3 separate regions of the Ovis aries genome follow, and regions 1 and 2 are each linked to region 3. Evidence: chromatin contacts called from public Hi-C data. All regions are on one chromosome and are shown on one strand. Each heading gives the region's core, a stretch centred on a gene start, on an enhancer-like site or on the middle of the called end of the contact. The rest is flanking DNA. Distances are from core to core; before and after follow the strand shown. Region 1 overlaps AGPS (alkylglycerone phosphate synthase). Region 2 overlaps LOC121818696. Region 3 has its middle 42 kb from the start of HNRNPA3.

Region 1 (3,359 bases), core at 391-2,890, 250 kb before region 3:
GTCTTCCGACAATATCCCCTAAATTAAAACTACCTGCCGTAATAAAAATCTGGCCCTTCCATGTAATAAATCAGTTTTCTAACTTTAGCCTGTGTGACTGTGTAAATGGGATTATACATAAGATTTTGGACACAGGAAGTTGTCAGCAAGAGCATGGAAAAGAGGAACCAGTAAGCATTACTGGCAAACCACTCCACAGAGCAATGGGGTGCTAACTTTTCGTATGTAGTGTCATTTCCATGGCTCAGCTCTACAACTCCCAGGTATACTTTGGGCAGGAATTCACACACAGTTCCATCAGGAATCTTGTGTGATATAGTCTCCAGAGCATTACTCGTAAGAATAGCTGGAGGCAACCACTGGCAAAATGAATGAGTAGGAAGGAAATGCCCTGAGATACTGAGTAGGCCAGCAAGTCTGTTTGGTTTTTCCTGTAAGACACTAACGGAAAAACCTGAACGAACCTTTTGGCCAACCTGATACTAGGCAGCAATCAGAAGCAGAGAGGTAGACAGATACACTCAACAGATACAGAAATATGAAGGTTTTTTTTTAACAGTAGTGAATGCAAAAGGGGAAACAATATGATCTATAGCATTACACCATTTAGGCAAATTAAAAATACACTAAATAATGCTACATATTTTATAAAACACATATACACATAATTAAGAATATTCAAGGGTACATTTGGAAAGGGGAGATGGGATTAGAAATCAGAGACTGAGGAAATAAAAATAAGAGTCCTCACATTTGTTCACAGGCAAACGCCATGAACTAAAAAGTGTGATTAGCACAACTCTGAACCTGACGCAAATACACAGCTCAACCCTTTGAGTCTCAGTGCAGTTCTCTATGTTCCAAGAAAACAATCCTTTCTTTGACATACATACAGAAATTCCATGATGGTTCATTATAAAGCCCACTGCTGGTTTACTCAGCAATCTCTGCAAATTGCTGGTTTCTTTTTAAATGACAGAATTCCATTACCAATGAGTCAGCATCAAATACATAGCAAATCAAATACATATTTAATTTCCTACAGTCAACTCTTTATAGCTTGCAAGACTCTGGTACTGTAAAGAAACTTTTTAAGACCTGAATTCAAAGGCTAAAAGTTATGTCCCTAATGTCCAATTCCTATTATACTCGATATAAATTAATGAATGGAGGAAAAAGGAATATTCAGGTGTGGGGGAAATCTTTAGAGGCACAAAGATGCCTGGGGTAAATAAAGTAAGGCCAGCGTCACCCCTCGAGAGGACAACCTGGACTCATTACTCATTGCAGTCTCCTTGGGTATGTTTCCTTACCCCCACACTTGTACCCTACCATATTCTACCAACTGGAAATTCATTATTGTTTGAATTGAATTGTTTCAATGCTGTTTGAATTGTTTCAATTTCCACACTGAAAATGGAAACACAGAGTATCAGTCATTCATACCTATGGTAGTATATATTCCAAGTATTTTGTGCTAGGGTGGAGGAGGGCCTGGCAACCCACTCCAGTACTCTTGCCTAGAGAATCCCATTGACAGAGGAGCCTCGTGGGCTACAGTCCGTAGGGCCACAGAGTCAGGACACGATTGAAGCGACTCATTAGCAGGAGCAGCAGTACACACACACACACGCAAACTTGCTATCTGAAGACCTGGAAAGGCACAATCATTCCACTGTTCACTCTCCATGTATCGGTCTATGTAACTGAGGAAAATAGCCCAAATCTGTATCAGGAAATTGTCTCAGCAAAAGACAAAGAACAAAGATATACTTCCCTTGACTATGTGTGCTCCCTGAACTATACTTCAAATTTGGTTTATCCACTGTCCACTTGTGATCTAATCAATGTGGCAATTTAGGTAATCAATTCCAGAATTTGTCTACACTGAGCTAGGAAAATGTCACTTAACTTTCATTGCTCTCTCCAGTTTGGCGGAAAATAGAAGAGGAACTTTATCACAAGCTTTTTATACTGACCAGCCTGTAAGGGACCAAAGGCCATTTATGCTACAGCCTTTCATTTTTGCAAAAACTATAAAACCAAACAAGACAGTATGAATGTCTCTAAAAATCTGTACGTCATTTTACCATGAAAACCAAGCCTCTGAGTTTCCTTTCTTAGCTGTCCTCCAGGGGACAACTCAATACCTTGACAAGACCCTAAAAAGGCCAAGACCGGAGTCCACATCTGCTTGATATACGTGGTATTCTAGCTGTAACAAGTTGTTTTATTTTTTAACTTAAAATAGTAACAATAATAAGCAGCAGCCCCTTCTACTTTAAACGACAAGTAGTTGGGATTGTTATCTTTGCTTCTGGCAAACCCACAAGAAAAAAAAAAAATGAACACCACAAAGTTTAGGGGAGAGAAAAGGAAATACTAAAATCTGGACCCAATCACAACCACAGAGGTTCTCAAACTTCTTGGGAATATAAATATTACCTTGGGTGTTCATTTTAAAATCAGAGTCCTGACGCGGAGAAAAGGGAACCCTCATGCAGTGTTCTTGCCTGGAGAATCCCAGGGACAGGGCAGCCTGGTGGGCTGCCATCTGCGGGGTCACACAGAGTCGGACACGACTGACGTGACTTAGCAGCGGCAGCGGACACTGCTGGTAGGGATATACAGGGTGCGGCCACCATGGAAAACAGTGTGGAAGCTCCTCAAAAAAGTAAAGACAGAATTACCATATGCCCCTGGAATTCTACTCCTAAGGATTCACCCAAAGAAACAAAACTCTGTTTTGAAAAAAGATATGTTTCAATGCATTATTGTTTACAATAGCCAAAATTGTAGCCAACACCTAAAGAGACATGTCTGACATACACATAATGGAATATAATTCAGCCACAAAATAGAACGGAATCTTGCTATCTGCAACAACATGTACAGACCTAGAGGGTATTATCTTAGGTGAAATAAGTCAGAGAAAGACAAATACTGTATGAGTTCTCTTATATGTGGGAATCTAAAAGACTAAACAAATGAACAAACTCACAGCAACAGAGTCATGCGTACAGAGAACAAACAGGTGGTTGTCAGAGGGGAGATGGATGGAGGGATGAGAAACAAGTGAGGGAGATTAAGAGGTACAGACTTCTAGCTACAAAATAAATGAGTCACAGGTGAAAAGTACAGTGTGGGGAATATAGCCAGTAATAATACAAATGATTTAAAAACCAAGCTGCTCTCACCCAAACTATCAAAATCAGAAGAGACTGGAATTGAAGGAAAGGAGCAAAAGAGAAAAACCTTTAACTCACTGCATTATAGGAGAGGACTGACCTGAGAAGAGTTTTGTAACAAAATAGGGGTTGTATATTGTCACTCTGCTTATTTAACTTATATGCAGAGTA
Region 2 (3,558 bases), core at 384-2,883, 130 kb before region 3:
TCCTACTGCTCCTTTTTTTTTTTTTCTACCTTCATTTACCTGAATATTCGCATTCCACTAATTCTCTATCCTGAACTGCCTTTCCATTCTTTTTTTTTTTTTTTTTGAGGATAATTGTTTTACAGTGTTGTGTTGGTTAATGCTGTACAACAGTGTGAGTCATATATCCCCTCCCTCTTGAGCCACCCCAACCCCACCCCCAGCCTTTCCATTCTGAAGAGGTTATTAAGCAGGTTAAAATAAAACTGCCCAGGGTTGTAGGCAATCCTTCTCATGTATCTTTCACATCTTAGTCAAAGACTGAATCAAGGGCCGTACTTAAAGAATTTCCTAAACCCAGAGAGAATATTAAAAAAAAAAAACACACTTCAAAAGTCTTGAAGAATTTAGAGTCCTATAGAGCCTATGACCCTGGTCTGACAGATCTTGATCAGCCTGTGCATATGCTGGTAGAGTCTGATGAAGCACAAAAATGAAGGACGCAAAATGCAAACCCCTGAGGATGATAACTTGAGATCCTCAATCTTCAGCGTGGTCTCCAGTGGAGCAGAAAATGCTCTCAAAGTAGAAACTGATCTTTTGAGAGCCAATCCTAGAGTCTTCCCTGCTCTATTATTCAAACATGCAACCAAAAAAAAAAAAGATGAGTCTGTGGCTGACTTTAGAGCTCATCTGGAAGCTCTCCTCCTACAGGTTTCTGGGTTTCATTCAAGAGATGAAGTCACCCAACCTGCTCTAGCTACACTATTTGTAAATAGTTTATGTCCTAGAAGTTAGTAGATTAATAAAAAGACCAAAACAAACAAACAAAAAAATGGGATGGGAGGCTACCTGTTTGACCACTGTAGCTGAACACTTTAAAAGGACTTTGGAACAAGATTGTAAACAAAAATCCACCAAGCTGTTGGTTTTAAAGTCATAAGGGCTCCAAGGTCAGTCACCTGAAATAATGCCTGGGCCCCTACATCACAGTCTTTTTGGAGTCCATCATTAAAATGCTAACTCATGGCTAGATGTCTCAGTGGTAAGCAACTGGGACTCTGGAAAAGAAAATGCCCTCAAACAAGCCTCTGCATAATATTCAGCTGATTTGTAGATATGAATGTCCTTATATCGACCCTCAAAGGAGGGTCCCTGTATGAGTTCCTCCCAGAGTTGATGAGACTCCGAGGGCTTTTCTGGTAAACTATTACGTTATTCCCTTAAACAGCCAAGGAAAACTAAAATTAATGGAAAACCTTGCCAAATTCTTTTAGATACTGAAGCTACACTCTCTACTTTAAACCCCTCTCAGAGCCTGCAGATGTGGTCCTGAAAAGACATACAATCAAGCTAAGGGTGAGAATTCTAACCAGAGTCAGCTCTCCCAGATATGTCTACAGTGCCCAATAAAGAGAAAAATAAAATGTCTTTCGCATTTTCTTTGGAGATAACAAAGGAGTTGTTCAGCACTTCTAGAAGTATTTACTGTTTGTCCTGGCTGAAAACGGATAAGACATTCAGAAGGATTTTTAAGTAGCTCTGTGGTCAGAAATTGGCCAGGCTGAAAGCTGACATTCAGACCCTGATAGGAATTTTTCTAGGCCTCCTCCACTAAGCTAAAATGAAACTGTGTACACAAAGTAGAAGAGAAACCTTCTAAAAATGGGTGGAGCAACCTATGATGTCATTTAAGTTGAAACCCAATTCCTTTAGGAGTTCAAAACAACTGTCATTTTCTTACGAATCTTGGCAAAACCAGAAATGCTCCAGGAACTCTTAGAGCATTTCTTTAAGATAGCAACTTCAGGGAAGTAATTCTCATGAAAACAAACAGACAACAAAAAAAAAGTGGAAGAGGTGGTCATTTTGAACTTAGACAAATGAAAAATCTTTTACATGTCTTCTCCACAAATATTAGTAAATAGCTCTCGCCATCTGAACAGATAAGCTTAGCTTATTTCATCTACTGGAAAACATTGATCCAACTGCTTTTATAACTAGTAAGTTCTGTCTTCTAGTGTTTCATGGCAGTAATTTTAAAACAGAAGCTATAAGATCTCTGTTTTCATCTGTTTATATGTTTGTGTATGTGTATAATAAATGTGTAGTATTTTCTATCTTTGGATGGTAGAACCAAAATTAATTTGTAAAAGCACTGTACTTGGCTTGAAGAGAATTAAGCACTTATATGAATTAAGAAATCCTAAACGCTCAAAAATATGATGGAAACTAACCCAAATGCTTTTCAAGTTCACATGATCTGAGATAATCTTTGGTAAATAAAAATTAGTTCAAGTTTGTTGGGTTAATTAAAATAGATATGTCTTCAGCATTAAAATAATGCAGACATACTTTATTCCATTAAAGGTGGAACTTTTTGGCCAATTCTATACCCGGATTTCGTGGTCAAATAATTTCATGTAGTCTTTCTTACACAATCTGTCAGCGAGAAAAATAACTTGGGATGATAGCTGACTTTGTCTAATGTCTCATGAAATTTTTGTGGGTAGTCTAAACATAATTACTGAAAATAAGTGAATTTAATAGATATAAACAGGATAAAAGTTTTTAGGTGAACTTTTAAACTAGTTTCCACAAACCTTTTGGTTTACTGAAACCTTAAAGTTCTGCTAAATTGAATTAAATGATGGACAGTCATTGTGTACCTAGATCATTCCCAAATGATATAAAATACTGAAACATTAATTACTAAACACAGGCCATTTTACTTTTGCTTCCTTTCCCAGAAGAACTAAAAATACTTGGATTTATTAGTAAACACGTTTCATATCACAATGAAAAATTTACTGTGAGAAAGCATATGTTTCTAGAAATCATAAAAAAGTATCCATAAATTTGTCAAAGCACAGAATGCTAATATAACAGTTCACAATTTGTGTGTGTGTGTGTGTGTGTGTGCTAAATCGCTTCAGCACAACCCTAAGGACTGCAGCCTGCCAGACTCCTCTGTCCGTGGGATTCTACAGGCAAGAGTACTGGAATGGTTTGCCGTGCCCTCTTCCAGGGGATCTTCCCGACCCAGAGATTGAACCTGCATCTCTTATGTCTCCTGCATTGGCAGGCGGGTTCTTTACCACTAGCACCACCTGGGAAGCCTATATATACAATTAAAGCTACTAGTGACAGATTTTATTTTCTTGAGCTCCAAAATCACTGTAGATAAGACACTTGCTCCTTGGAAGAAAAGCTATGACAAACCTAGACAGCATATTAAAAAACAGCCACATCACTTTGCCAACAAATGTCCATATAGTCAAAGCTATGGTTTTTCCAGTAGTTATGTACAGACATGGGAGTTGGACAATAAAGAAAGTTGAGACCCAAAGAATTGATGCTTTCAAACTGTGGTGCTGGAGAAGACTCTTCGGAGTCCCTCAGACAAGCAAGGAGATCAAACCAGTCAATCCTAAAGGAAATCAACCCTGAATATTCACTGAAAGGACTGATGCTGAAGTTGAAGCTCCAATACTTTGGCCACCTGACACAAAGAGCCAACTCAGTGGAAAAGACCTTGATGCTAGGAAAGATTGAAAGCAAAAGGAGAAGAAAGTGGCA
Region 3 (3,470 bases), core at 313-2,812:
TTATTTTCACCTTCTGAATGTTCCCTTCTGCATCAAAGTCAGCCAGGTGTCCTTTGAAAAACATTCATGAAGATTTCAACTGGAAAACCAAAACATCATTAGCACAAATATTGGTTGGTGTTAGAGACCACATTCTGTCCTGTTTCATTTCTGGAACCTTATTGGGAGACTAAAGGTCGATGATTCACTGCTATCTTAAGGGAAAACTCGGCTCAGGAAAGGATTTATGTCTGTGGCCCTGTGAGGTGCCACAGGTATATGTTTGATTTGGGGAAGGACTCGCTTAAAAGTACAGAGTGAGTGATTGATAGTTGCTCATTCATGTCCAATTCTTTGCTACCCAATGGACTGTAGCCTGCCAGGCTTCTCTGTCCATGGAATTCTCCAGGCAAGAATACTGGGGTGGGTTGCCATTCCCTTCTTTAGAGGATCTTCCTGACCCAGGAATCAAACCCAGGTCTCCTGCACTGTAGGCAGATTCTTTACCATCTGAGCTATCAGGGAAGCCCTGAATGAATATTACCTAACCCACTCAGGTATTCTTGCCTGGAGAATCCCATGGACAGAGGAGCCTGGTGGGCTACAGTCCACGGGGTCACAAAGAGTCGGACACGACTGAGCAACTTCACTTTCACTTTCAAAATGTTTACAAGTCAAACTATGTATCTTTTTGAAATTGCATCATTTCACTGTAGTTTTGTCTGAATTCAACTTCTCTTGCCAAAATAAGTTGTGTCTGTCATTTTTCTAATTGCAAAAATGAATATATATGAATATGAAACATTCCAAATGAAAAAATATTTTCCAAGGCAGCGTATATTTTGAATTTTCCAAGTACTTGTCCCACCCAGAGCTACATCTCAGCGTATCTTATTTGCATATCTATAGTTTCTGTCCTGAACCAAACAAATATACTGTTTCCTGTTCTTTTGTCCAGGGGCTGGTTTTCCTAAAATGAGCAATTGTGTGTTTAGATGGCTGATCAGTTCCTCCTGACAGATCTGCAGCCATGGAAGTGTCTGGAAGCACAGGATGAGGTAACTGAAAGCTGGTCTCTTGGAGCCAGGAAGTGGAAATTTGAAGCTAGTTACAAGAGAGGAAGATGTAGGAGTTAATTAGGAGCTAAAGCTGTAAAGTCCCTTTCTGTGTGTGACCCTGATGTATCAGACATTTCTCTCTTAGACTAAAGGCATAGTAAAAAAAAAAAAAGCCACTTTATTTAGATTAACAGAGCATTATATAACCGGAAAATTTTACAGTTTTATGTGTATAGTGAATAGTTTGTAAAGGAAAAGACTTCCCCTCTGTTTATTGTTTGGATAAGGGGGGAAAAAAAAAAAAGCAACCCACCAATTGTTTAATGAGGCATCTCTCTTTTTTTGAAGACAATAGCTTGGAGGCATAAAATTGGGTTATTTTAATCGGAATCGCAGCTCCTATGTTACTGCTTTTCACAGTTAAAATCATTTCCTATTTTCCTGGGAAAGCTCTGGTCAGTTTGAAAACGTCTTTGTTAATTAGCAAGCTATGACGCAATGCATCTATATATCTTTAGAGCTCTGGCGCCAGCTAGTGGTAGAATAGGGAAGACGCGTGGTTCGCTCCCAAATTGGAGAAGCGGCTGTCATCTTGTTGTCTCACCTTAACCATCATTCTTCCGCATTCCCCAGCGGTCCGTCCCGACACCCACCCGCCCCCCGCCGTCCGTCAGTACAACAGGGGATCATTGCAGTGTGGCCAGAGTAGGGCAGACCAGATTACAGCTGAAAGGAGAGGAAAGTGGTGAGCAGGGGCTCAGAGAGGAAAAGCCAGATGAATGCAATCGTTATTCCAAAGGGTTTGAGAAGCGATCATTCATTTGAAGTACTCTTGCCAGGTTGGTGCAGCAGCTCAATCTTTTGCCACTGGATGTTTAGCCTTTTGTTTTTCATTTATATGTATATGCTGCTGCTAAGTCGCTTCAGTCGTGTCCGATTCTGTGCGACCCCATAGATGGCAGCCCACCAGGCTCCCCCGTCCCTGGGATTCTCCAGGCAGGAACAGTGGAGTGGGCTGCCATTTCCTTCTCCAATGAGTATATAATTAGAACACGTACTAACTATGGAGTTTCACCACAAACACAGCACTGATAACAGACACGTTGTAGGCCTAAATTTGTGTTCATTTTTAAGCAGCGAATATTTCTACTGTGAATAGGCTCTGCTACCTTCATACTGGTACAACTCAAAGATGAAAAACTCTCAAATGGTTAATAAAGCAGAAACCTCTTAAGATGATACTTGTAGCTGGTACACCATGAAAAAATGTAAAAATTCCAGGCAAAAGACACTTTATTTGGATTGCATGAAGTAAATTTAGTCTTGAAGCCCAGTGTGCTCTTCAGTTGAAATAGGTTCTGATGATTTGCAGGAAAACTGAAAACATGCAGTATTTATTTTAAGAACAAAGAATCTTTGGCAGGCCATTTTTCTCATTTAATTAGGCCATAACTGATCTTACTAGGGTTATGGAGGGACTTTAAATGCTAATAAATAAAGTCTAAAGCTGAGACATTTCTTTCATTAAATAGCAGAAACTGTTTATAACTCTATGATTGCTAAAATCAATTACTAGTACTAATATTCAAAGTGAAATTTACTATGAAAACAAGTTGAAGCTTTTGAAGAACTTTCCTTTTTAAATGTCATTTGTATGTCTGTATCTATCAGTTATAGATAATAATAATCTGATCTGCAATTTTTTGTAATATTTTTGGAAGGCAGATATAATTTAGAGAAAGTTTCAGGCAGGAAGAATTGTCACTCTTACCTGGGAGTCTAATTTATGTTACTGTGCTTTTGGGGAGATATACTTAAAATCTTCTCTATGTGAGATAGATGGTGAAATAGCTGGTCATGGTTTTGCTCTGGGAAATTTACATAAGCTACTATTTTAAGCTTATACTTTTGCTAAAAGCTGCATATTTCATATTAAAAATTACCTAACCTTATTAGTCAAGTTAAAGTGTAGATGTGTTCTGTTTGATTTTAAACATCTTATAACTTTTAGTGAATAATAAGACCCTGGTTAAAAATCTTAAAATCTTTAGTTGTTCTGGTCTCCTTTGTGTCTCTTTTATCTTTTTCTTGAGATGGAAGTTGAGTTTATATAATTGAATACGAGTTTCAAATCAGTGGGCTTCCCTGGTGACTCGGGGTAAAGAATCCGTCTGCAGTGTGGGAGACCTGGGTTTGATTCCTGAGTTGGAAAGATTGCCTAGAGAAGGGAATAGCTACCTACTCCAGTATTCTCACCTGGTGAATTCCATGGACTGTATAGCCCATGGGGTTGTAAAGAATTGGACACAACTGAGCGACTTTCACTTCAAATCAGTACCTGAAAAGGATTTGTAAAAGAAAATTAACACAAACAAGGCTCTTTTAATAATAGGGCTTCCCTGGTGGCTCAGTGGTAAAGACTCCACCTGCAAT

The links. Hi-C and Micro-C count contacts between places; a contact is called where the count stands out from the background.
Region 1: a contact with region 3 is called in a Hi-C map of hypothalamus, with 6 times the contacts expected there. The contact joins two enhancer-like sites. A contact is called at or near these places in 11 of 16 Hi-C or Micro-C datasets (blood, hypothalamus, mixed tissues and 5 more).
Region 2: a Hi-C map of mixed tissues shows a contact between it and region 3, with 4 times the contacts expected there. The contact joins two enhancer-like sites. A contact is called at or near these places in 2 of 16 Hi-C or Micro-C datasets (mixed tissues and omental adipose tissue).

The regions. Positions count from the first base shown.
Region 1 is chr2:132,690,126-132,693,484 of ARS-UI_Ramb_v3.0, forward strand. All of the region lies in intron 1 of AGPS (alkylglycerone phosphate synthase), which reads right to left. Among named protein-coding and RNA genes, the nearest start is that of TRNAW-CCA, 13 kb to the right of the region's middle. Within about 2 kb of position 1,641, at least 6 of the 54 cell types and tissues checked have an H3K27ac peak or open chromatin away from gene starts, as enhancers often do. A contact at or near this core is called in hypothalamus, where this site is marked.
Region 2 is chr2:132,807,963-132,811,520 of ARS-UI_Ramb_v3.0, forward strand. LOC121818696 reads left to right here. Exons shown (of 5, transcript XM_060409734.1): 5 at 1,295-3,558. Among named protein-coding and RNA genes, the nearest start is that of NFE2L2, 43 kb to the right of the region's middle. Within about 2 kb of position 1,634, at least 7 of the 54 cell types and tissues checked have an H3K27ac peak or open chromatin away from gene starts, as enhancers often do.
Region 3 is chr2:132,939,264-132,942,733 of ARS-UI_Ramb_v3.0, forward strand. No RefSeq gene overlaps it. Among named protein-coding and RNA genes, the nearest start is that of HNRNPA3, 42 kb to the left of the region's middle. Within about 2 kb of position 1,563, at least 17 of the 54 cell types and tissues checked have an H3K27ac peak or open chromatin away from gene starts, as enhancers often do. A contact at or near this core is called in hypothalamus, where this site is marked.